2 separate regions of the Triticum aestivum genome follow, and region 2 is linked to region 1. A link is a contact called in public Hi-C data. All regions are on one chromosome and are shown on one strand. Each heading gives the region's core, a stretch centred on a gene start, on an enhancer-like site or on the middle of the called end of the contact. The rest is flanking DNA. Distances are from core to core; before and after follow the strand shown. Region 1 has its middle 3.9 kb from the start of LOC123058733. Region 2 holds the start of LOC123062454 (CBL-interacting protein kinase 11).

Region 1 (4,986 bases), core at 2,166-4,665:
AAATTGTACATATTTTTAATTCGTGTTTATGTCTACTTTTTGAAAAGTTGTGCACAATTTTCAGAAAAAAATGAAAATTTGAAATAGATGTTAGGGAATTTAAATACCGAAATTAAAAGGGAACATCGAGAAAGAAAAAAAATGGAGACATAGAAAAAAGAAAAAAGAAAAAACTTAGAGAGAAAAAAATACTGATCTGAGAAGGTCTTATAACTTCCCCAAAACTGTAGGGAGTCTCTTAAAAATATTCTATAATGTATAAAGTGGTTCAGCCCAGAAAAAGAGGACTTGACATGGGTGTACGCGTTTAGTGTTTATTTAGCGACCTAGTGGAAGCAACTAATTAAGGGTTACCTCTTTGGTGGGCACCCAGCCCGCACTTTAGGCGGGCTAGGGGCACGCCATTTGGTGCGCCCAGCCATCCCACGTATCGCGCATTGGGCGCACCCTACTGGCGCTATTTTTTTCTTCTCTTTTTTACATGCATTTTTTGATTATTTTTGTTTTAGGATTATGCACTTTTTTTCTAAGTTTCTCTCATGATTTTTTGTACGTATTTTTTTCAGGTGAAGCACAACTAAGCACACTTGTGCATTCAAAAAATGGGAAAGGCACATTTTTGCTTTTGCGAGAAGCTAAACTGTGCTCCATGTAAAGGAAAAGCACAGTTGTGCATCCCTAAAAAAAGCACAACCCATGCTAACCATGCTTCCGAAAATAAAGTGAAAAGGCACAACTATGCTTTTGGTTTTTTCTGGGTTTTTTTCTTCTGTTTTTGATATTTTTTCCAGTTTCATTTTCTTTTTGTGTTTTTTCATGAAACTGAAATACTGAATATGAACATTCACAATATGAAATCAATATAATTAGAGGCATCATGAATTTAATTTTCATATAGTACAACTTTAGTATTGTATATGTTGATTTTTTTTATATAAATACAAGAAGACCTTATGAAATTTGAGTTCGGACAATTCTTATATGCAAAGTACTCCTAAAATAGACCGGACGGAGGATCCTTTAATTAGTAATCCCTCCGTCCCATAATATAAGAACGTTTTTGGCACTAGTGTAGTGTAAAAAATGTTCTTATATTATGAGATGAAGGGAGTAATTTTGATTGACATATGCGCTAAATAGGTGGGACTGACTAGATGGTCCCGCCCTAATCTCACACTCCCAGTAGCCTGATCGGGCTGGAATAAGCTTGCGAAGCCCCATAAGTTGCAACCAGCAAAAGCCCACTTGCTCATCTCCCTCTTTTCTGAAATCAAAAGCCCTTCTCCTTCCTTTCTTCCTCATTTTATTTTTGCTCCTAAAAAACAATTACCTTCGATCCATAAATAGTGTCGTGGTTTGAACTGTTTTGAACTATCCCCAATTCAAAAGTACTTATTTCGGATGGGAGGGAGTGCCTATTTTTTAGGGCCCTTCTTTCTCATTTTTGCGTTCCAAATGTAGCGACCGCCACAACCTAAAAAAAAAAACACTAGCGACGGGCCCGGGCTCCTTTGCTGTCGTCATTCACCACTCCATTTCGTCTTCCCGCCTACATATACATGGTTATCAGAACATACTATATAAGAGCATCTCCAATAAATGGTCCATATGTACAAATACTTAACTTTTGGATCATCTAAAATAAAAAACGCTGCTTCAACAGACGGTCTATATGTAAAAAAAAAATTGGACCGCGGCCTCCTCTTGATGTAAAATACAACACCTCGCGGTGCAAATGTACATCACGAGATGCATCTGGTACAAAACCAGCCGCCGCCCGCGAACGCCCAACCACCACTTTATTTCCTTTCCCGCACGCCCCCGTCCGCCCGCCCGAAGAACAGCCGGCCGGAATCCGCAGCCGCGACCGCCCAAAACCTCACCGTCGGCGCCGCCACCATCCCACATCCCCGCCGCCGCCCTCCGCCACCGTCGCCTCCCCGCCGCCGCCCGGACGCCGCCGAATCGGGTGGCGGCCGGCGCGGGATTCGGCCCCTCCGGCGGTCCGGCTGCCACGGTAGACCTCTGCCAGGTCTTATAGGCTGCCGCCGACCTCCTCCCGTCGGCCGTGAGCCTGTCCACGGCCGTTGCGCCGGCCGCACGACTGCCGCACCAAGCCCTTCGCCCGGCTGCCGAACTAGTCTTCGCCGCCCGCCGAGCTTCTCTTGGTCGGCCTCCTACCTCATTTCTTATCACTGTCGCCGTCCGAAGCCGACCGTAGCAGCCAATCCAACCGGCGGCCATCTTTTTTCACCGCGCGCACAAGGTGTTTGACGGAATTCCCCAAGGTTGTGGACCATGAATTTGGACCGTCTATTGGAGTTGCTTTTTTGAACCATGAATTTGGACTATTTGTTGGAGTTGGCCTTTTTTCGGAGCTCCAAAACGTATTTTTTGACGGTCCAAAATTTACATCTCCGATCTTGGACCGTCAAAATTTGAACAATCTATTGGAGATGCTCTAAGTAGATCTAGATGTAGCTGATATGTCAATCTACAAAAACTAGCAGTATGTGAATCCCGTTGCTATACCACCCAGACTGACGTGTTGATACGACCTGTATCGAGGCCGAAGTCCTACACATCAACAATAAATTTCTCGCGAGATCGATCGCCCCAGTCCCTAAGCTGGAGCAGTAGGATCATGGCTAGTCGAAGCAGCTACTTAGTCATGGGCAGCCTGTAAGCCTGTTTCTACCAGCGATTTCAGTCCGTGCATGCGTGGGTAGTACCATGTCATGCCCCGGCCCGGATAGGCCGCGACTGCAATGATTCAGAATCTATCGGTCGCTCCAAGCAAGCAAAAAATCGTGCTGCTGCCATGCCATAGCGCCATGCCGCTATGTGCAGTAGATCTCACGCCAGCGACGCCAGCAGTTCGCACAATTATTTGGAGCAATGATGATTAGCAGCCTAGCTTGACGCGCCCTGAGCTGAGCTAACCAGGCAGCTAGCAGGCCGGTGAATGGTCATGCTCAGCCACAACGATCATGAGCTGGGTCGCTGGAATATACGGACCTGTTCCGTGCGTGGTCTTGGCGATCGCGAACCACGTTTGGTACGGCAGGAATCTTCAGGGCCTTTGAGCAATGTGCACCGGCCGGCCGGCTGTCGATCTGAACACGAGCTGCCTCTCGGGCATCCGAGCTCGGTGCACGTGCGCCGTGCCCACGCAAAATCGTCGCCCGCTTTGTTCTAGAGTAGATCTCGCTTGACATGAAAATATCGGCTGGGTCCGGCAATGAATGCGCTGTTTCCCCGCAAAAAAATAAAATAAAAATGAATGTGCTGCTGAACAAACGTCGTACTATACGCGGTACGTACGTGCGCACGCACGGGTTTGTACGCTTATGCCATTGGCTAACCTCGACTCGTGGGTAAAGAGCTAGCCGGGTTTGTGCGTAGGACGTACGTACGTACGTACGCTCCTACCATGCACCCACGTAGTACGTACGCTCGCACTGTTGAAAGCACGTGGCCCGGGGCTTAGCGGCCAGTAGGCGGTCGAAACGGAACGAATCGGCCGAAAGCAGACGAGATGCGCTCCCGATCCCACCCGACTGCCCAGCCCGAGGCACAGTAGGCGGGCCGGTCGCTGGCTAGCGTCTGATGGACGGGACGCGGCTTGGAGGTTCCGTCGCTTCTCATTCGGCGATGGATCGTCGTCGTGGCCACACCGGTCCAGTCCGTACGCCGTCCCTTCTCCTCGTGTTCGGAGCTTCGCAGCTGGAGGGGACGGGTCGAGCGCCGCAGGGCAAAGGTACGCGGACGTCGGAGCTGGATCGGGAGCTGTCACCGCGCGCGCGGGGGCAAAAATCATATATTTGATCTCAGGGCGAAATCAAATCACAAAATGATCTGCTCTTGAAAAAATTTCACTCTGCTGACCCTTTCGTGTGGCGCCCGACAGCTAGGCGCCACACACCACTATGCAGCGCCTCTGCCTTAGGCGTCGCACCTCCTGCCAGCGTGGCAGCCCTGGTTGGGTTGCGGCCTCACAGACAGCAGTGCAGCGCCCAAGGGATAGGCGCCACACTGTGTAATGTGCAGCGCCTATGGCTTGGGCGCTGCACATTGACTTAAGCCGCATCGGGCCAGCCCCTCCCAACAGTTCTTCCCCCTCTGAGCAGTTGCTCTGTTTACAGAGAGCGGCGGCAGCGGCGCTCCCTTCGAATCCCTCCACACCCCTCTCAGATCTGAAGTTTTGAGGTCCGGATTCGATCTCCAATCCCTCCTACTAGGTAAACTCCTCCGTTCCCTTTCTTTTTCTCCGTAAATGCGTTGCAATTTTAGGAATTTGCCCAAGATTAGGTGGAACCTTTGATTTGCTTGGTTTGGATCTTTGTTTGCCCAAGATTAGGTGGAACCTTTGACCCCCCCCCCCCCCACACACACACACTATATGATTCTTGTTAGTGAAACCTAGATTGTAATTTTTTTAGATATATATGAGATGCCTAGTTTTGTAGATAATTATGAGATGTTGAGTGTTGTAGCTATATGTGAGATGTTGAATTTTTTTAGATATATATTAAATGTTGAGTTTATTTGAAATATGAGATATTGATTTACTTGAACACATATGACATACTAGATATATATGAGAATTTACAATCATTTATTCATTGTGTGAGAAGGAGATGTTGAGATTCTTGTAGATGAATACATATGAGATGTTTAGATGAACACATATGAAATGTTGAGTGTTTACCGATATTTGAGATGAACTCATATATGTTTATTGTTTGAACTTTGTAAGGATGGTTTGGCTTCTCGACGATGTCTACGACACGAAACACCGGGCCTACATGATGCGCGAGAAGGAGATGGTAATAACGAGTAATCTAAATATTTTGCCTTAAGTTGAAATTTACATGCCCTAAGATTTGTCATTACTTGTTTATTGCAGAAGCTTGAACCTTTGAAGATTCGGTATCACGGGGTCTCTGGTCCTGCCATGCCTTACGATGAGCGGTACACACCGTA
Region 2 (5,066 bases), core at 1,065-3,564, 330 kb after region 1:
TTTGATTTCTTTCAATCCCCAACATTATCTTCTCCTGCCAATGAATATGTCATAGGGCCTAACACGTGTGTGTGTGTGTGTGTGTGTGTGTCATGTTGATGGGGACAAAGCCACCTGTGAAATCTCTGGGATATCGTGTTATGCCAAAACACCAACGATGGCAGATCAGTCGATAGAGGAGGCGCCACCAAGTTGCAAGAATGGCACCTTCGAGCCATAGAGAAGGAGAACAATCGGGTCATTAATAAGTGCATCACCGACCACATTCACTTGATCGCTTCACCCTATGCCATGTTCTTGCTTTGACAATAGGCCCACTACATCGTCGACAAGTAGGGTCATTGATGGGCATTTAGGCTTTTGGTTCTGAAGACCCTTAGTTTCCCATGTTGGAGAGGCATGGATGGAAGATGTTGACACGTTTTTATGTGTACTATGTCGTGGAGAGTACATGCAATGTCAGTTATGGTGATTCAAAGACACACTGAAGTGTACAACAAATATCATATTCTTTCATGAAACACAAGTTTAGACACAACCTCAATAGCTAGCCATTGGATGTAAACTTGAGCACGGGTAATATGGGGTCCAAAAGCACGTCATCTGAGCTAGTTCTTGGGATCCACTTTTCCATCCGGAGCCCAACCCAAAATGTTCTAAAATTATGTTTTATTTACAAAATCACTAGTTAAGGGGTACACTTTACAAAGGTCACTTCTCATCTCTGCTGGTGGCGACAAGTTGTACACCGCAAGTGCGCCACTTGTCGACATCCAAAATTTTTGGTGGGATACCCCCTACAGGAGGAGACGGATGAGTGGGTTTGTTCGTGTGTTTTTGTAGATCCACTTTTTTAAACATCTTTTTCTCAAACCACACGTCTAAATTACGAACCGTTTTCACTATTGTGTTTTTTACGTTGACATCTTCGAAACTAGATACCATGTTGATAGCTTTCATCAAACTTTTTTAGGCAAAATTTGTGCTCCCAACTACACTAACATGTGCTCCTAACTGAAATAACAGTTCTCCCTACTATTACTAATATGTGCCCCCCAAGCTGTAGTTCCAACTATGAATATTCATTTCTGAGCTCAGGCTCATATGCTCCTGGTGAACTGTAAAGTAAAAAACACTAGAAAAGTCCAGAAAAATTGTTTTTTTTTTCATGAAAGATGTTTGAGTGCATAATGTCCATGTCAAATTTTGTCATGTTTGGAACATCTGAGCAGCTCTTAGTAAAAAAGAAAAAAAATTGAGTATATATCCAAACATGATGAAATTTGACACGGACATCACGCACTCGAATATCTTTCATTATTTTTTCTAGTAGTTTCTTATGTTACTGTTTACCCTTGGGTGCAGATGCACCCAAGAGCCGAAATGCCGCGTCCTTCCAACTAGCACTAATCTGCATGCCTCCAATATATGCTCCAAACCAACACTAATATGTGCTCTCTAAGTGAACTAACCTATAAGTAGGAGCAACATGTACTTCTCACGTGCATGTGCTCTCAAGTCTCAACTAGCATTGACCTGTGCTTCTTACGTGAACTAATCTATGCTCCCAAATGACACTAACCCGGGCTCCCTATGTGAATTAAACTTTGCTCCAAACTTGCACCAACGCGTGCTTCCTATGTGTATGTGCTCCAAACTAGCACACTATTGTGCTTCCTACATGAACAAACGCGAATTAATATACACTCCTCCACTGCAACCTACATGTGCTCTAAAAACAGGAAAACCCGAGAAAATAAAAGGTAAGAGAAATCCCAAAAAACCCTAAAAAAATTGAGACAGCTCGGAAAAATGAGCAAATCCCCAAAATCTATTTATTTTATAGAAAAAAATCAAACAAAACCTAAAAAAACAGGCTCGTGTGTGGAGGTGCGTCCACATGCGACATATGACGAAATTGGGACGCAACACTTGAAGCGCTTCCACACCCAGGGAAAATGCCCTCATAGGGGACGACACTCCTGACTAATTTTTTAAAAATATATAGGTATTTTTAATAATAGCCAAGAGATCAAATTAAATAATTTTTTGTGGTGAATCAAATTAAATAAATAAAGCATTGTTCAAGTACTTCGGGCCAGGTTCGGGCTTGGTGTTTTCATACTGGGCTTTCCAAAGCCTAGCCCAAAACCTGGGCAGCCCAGAGTATGATTCGTTCGTCCCCTAGTAGATCCTCATCCCCCCTCAAAAAAAAAGTAGATCCTCACCAAACGTCCAATGCAGTGAAATCCCAAAAGGTTAGGTGCAAAATGAGAAAAAGGCCCGCATCGTCAACACGGCAGCGTAAACGGCTGCCAAACCTGCTGCACTCCCTCCATTCTGGAGAAGCGCGCCGCCGCCGGGCTACAATCATCGCTAAGACCGAAATTAGAAGATTCCGAGGGATCTAGCCACAAAAGGCTAAGCGCCATCCCAGAGGAGGAAGAGTATGAGAGCGCGGCACCTACAGCCAGGAAATCCCAGAATCCACCAACAGCAAGCTTGCAAGGCGGCCAAACGCGCACCAAATCGGCGCCCGCCTGCTTCACGGGATCGATCCCGGTCGATTTCTATGGCGTCCCGTGGGATTCGCGGCGCTTCCTTCTCCCGTTCTTGATCAGGTACTGTTCTTCCGACAGGAAGAGATCTACTTGCTGGCAGCGCTCTGTTTAGCCCCGTCCTGGGCGTGAATTTTGCCGATTTTGGATGCCTGTTGCAGGAATGGTCGGTTTTTGAGTTAGAATTGTCGAAATAATCGTTTCTAGAGTTCAAGAGATGGCATCTTTGCTTCACCCAGTTATCCAGCTTTGGCGGATGCTCTTGTTTGTTCTGTACCATCTCAGTTTGATAGACAACATTGGGGTGTCACCCAAGATTTTGCCTTAATGTCCACAAAGGCCACAGAATTTGTGTTTTTTCATTAGAGCTCGTAATCCCACCCTGCATTACATGTATCCGTTATGATTTAATCTGATCTTCTGGCTGGCAGTTGTTCACCGGAAGAAGACTTGGGAATGCAGAAAGATGTGCTGGCGTAACAGCAAACACTTACTTTGTGCAAACAAGATCAGAGCTTCGTTCAAGCTCATGCTGTGGGGCTCTCATGATAATGTGCTGCATACTGGTACTGTTCCTCCTCTCTGTGGTGTGAAGCACAGTATACCGAAGGGGTCAGTATTTGTTGATAATCACATTTGTGAAGACAGTTGACATCTGCTCCATTCATGAGGTATACAGTCTAGATACTGCTATATAAGCGGTGTGTGTGGTGTTCGTTTGTTTTACTCCGTTCAGATAGCTTGATATGATGGATGAGAGGAGGACTATCTTGATGGGCCGTTATGAAATCGGGAAGCAATTGGGACAAGGAACTTTTGCGAAGGTGTATTATGCCCGAAATCTTGCAACTGGCCAAGCTGTTGCTATAAAGATGATCAATAAAGATAAGGTTACCAAGGTTGGACTTATCGAGCAGATAAAGAGGGAGATTTCAGTAATGAGATTGGTGAAGCACCCAAATGTCCTGCAGCTTTTTGAGGTAATGGCTACCAAGAGCAAGATTTATTTTGTATTGGAGTATGCTAAAGGTGGTGAGCTTTTCAACAAAATAGTAAAGGAGGGGAAGCTTAATGAGGATGCTGCTAGGAGGTATTTCCACCAATTGATCAGTGCTATTGACTATTGCCACAGCAGGGGTGTTTATCACCGTGATCTGAAGCCTGAAAATCTACTCCTGGATGAGAATGAAAACCTAAAAGTCTCAGATTTTGGTTTGAGTGCCCTGGCTGATTGCGCGAGGCAGGATGGTCTCCTGCACACCACATGTGGAACTCCAGCTTATGTTGCCCCTGAAGTGCTTAGCAGGAAAGGCTATGATGGTGCAAAAGCAGATGTATGGTCCAGTGGAGTAATTCTGTTTGTGCTTGTGGCTGGTTACCTTCCTTTTCATGAGGCAAATCTGATAGAGATGTACAGAAGGATTTCCAAAGCGGACTTCAAATGCCCTCGGTATTTTTCCGCTGAGCTGAAGGAGCTATTACATAAAATCCTTGATCCAGATCCCAGTACTAGGATTACAATCTCTAGGATAAAGAGAAGTGCTTGGTACAGAAGACCAGTTGAGGTAAATGCAAAGAAAACCGAGCCTGAAGCAAAGCACAACACCTTTTCAGCTGAAGCTGCGTCGCCAGGCTCGACAGGATGCAGCACTTCTGAGGGAAATCAAGGGTCATTAAGCCTCCCAAACCTGAATGCATTTGACATCATCTCTCTGTCAACAGGGTTCAATCTATCTGGGTTTTTTGAGGATGAGTATGGTCGCAGGGAAGAACGGTTTACCACTAGGCAGCCTGTAACAATAGTACTTACAAAGTTGAAGGAACTGGCCAAACGCTTGAAGCTAAAAATTAAGAAGAAAGAAAATGGAGTCCTGAAGTTGGCTGCTCCAAAGGAAGGAAAGAAGGGGTTTCTCGAGCTTGATGCCGAGATTTTCGAGGTAGCCCCTTCTTTTCTCCTAGTTGAGTTGAAAAAGACTAATGGAGACACTATGGAGTATCAAAAGCTGGTGAAAGAGGAAGTAAGGCCAGCACTCAAGGATATTGTATGGGTATGGCAAGGTGATCAGCACCATCGGTCAGAGCCGATTCTGCAAGGGGAGCAACATCAGTCACGGTCGCCAACACAGCAGCCACATGATGAGTTGCAACCACCATTGCAACAGCAAGAGGGACAGGATCAGTTGCACCCACCTTTACAACCACAGGAGCAGCAGGACTTGCAGGAACAACCACCATTGCCACCACAGAATGGCTTCAAACACCAAGATTGACATGATAGCAGTACCGGATGAAAGTACCTCGTGTGTGTTTCCCTGTACTTCTAATTCCATACTCTTTGCAACCATGATTTATAGACAGTCTTTTTTCCTCTTGAATTGTAAAGCTTGTGTGTATAACATAAGTGAATGTATAGTTTCAGTTTTGCATACTATAGGGGGAAATGAACTCTTGATTCCGTTTTTGAACCTTCTTGAAATAAAATGACTGTTGACCAGCACCATCTAGTTC

The links. A called contact is a pair of places that touch in the nucleus more often than the background predicts.
Region 2: a contact with region 1 is called in a Hi-C map of leaf, with 3 times the contacts expected there. The contact joins the promoter of LOC123062454 here to the enhancer-like site in region 1. A contact is called at or near these places in 2 of 5 Hi-C or Micro-C datasets (both in leaf).

Annotation. Positions count from the first base shown.
Region 1 is chr3A:595,492,371-595,497,356 of IWGSC CS RefSeq v2.1, forward strand. No RefSeq gene overlaps it. Among protein-coding and RNA genes, the nearest start is that of LOC123058733, 3.9 kb to the right of the region's middle. Within about 2 kb of position 3,416, at least 6 of the 8 cell types and tissues checked have an H3K27ac peak or open chromatin away from gene starts, as enhancers often do. A contact at or near this core is called in leaf, where this site is marked.
Region 2 is chr3A:595,821,790-595,826,855 of IWGSC CS RefSeq v2.1, forward strand. It overlaps LOC123062454 (CBL-interacting protein kinase 11), which reads left to right and starts at 2,315. Exons shown (of 2, transcript XM_044485975.1): 1 at 2,315-2,621; 2 at 2,990-4,984. The coding sequence starts at 3,305. The coding sequence ends at 4,828.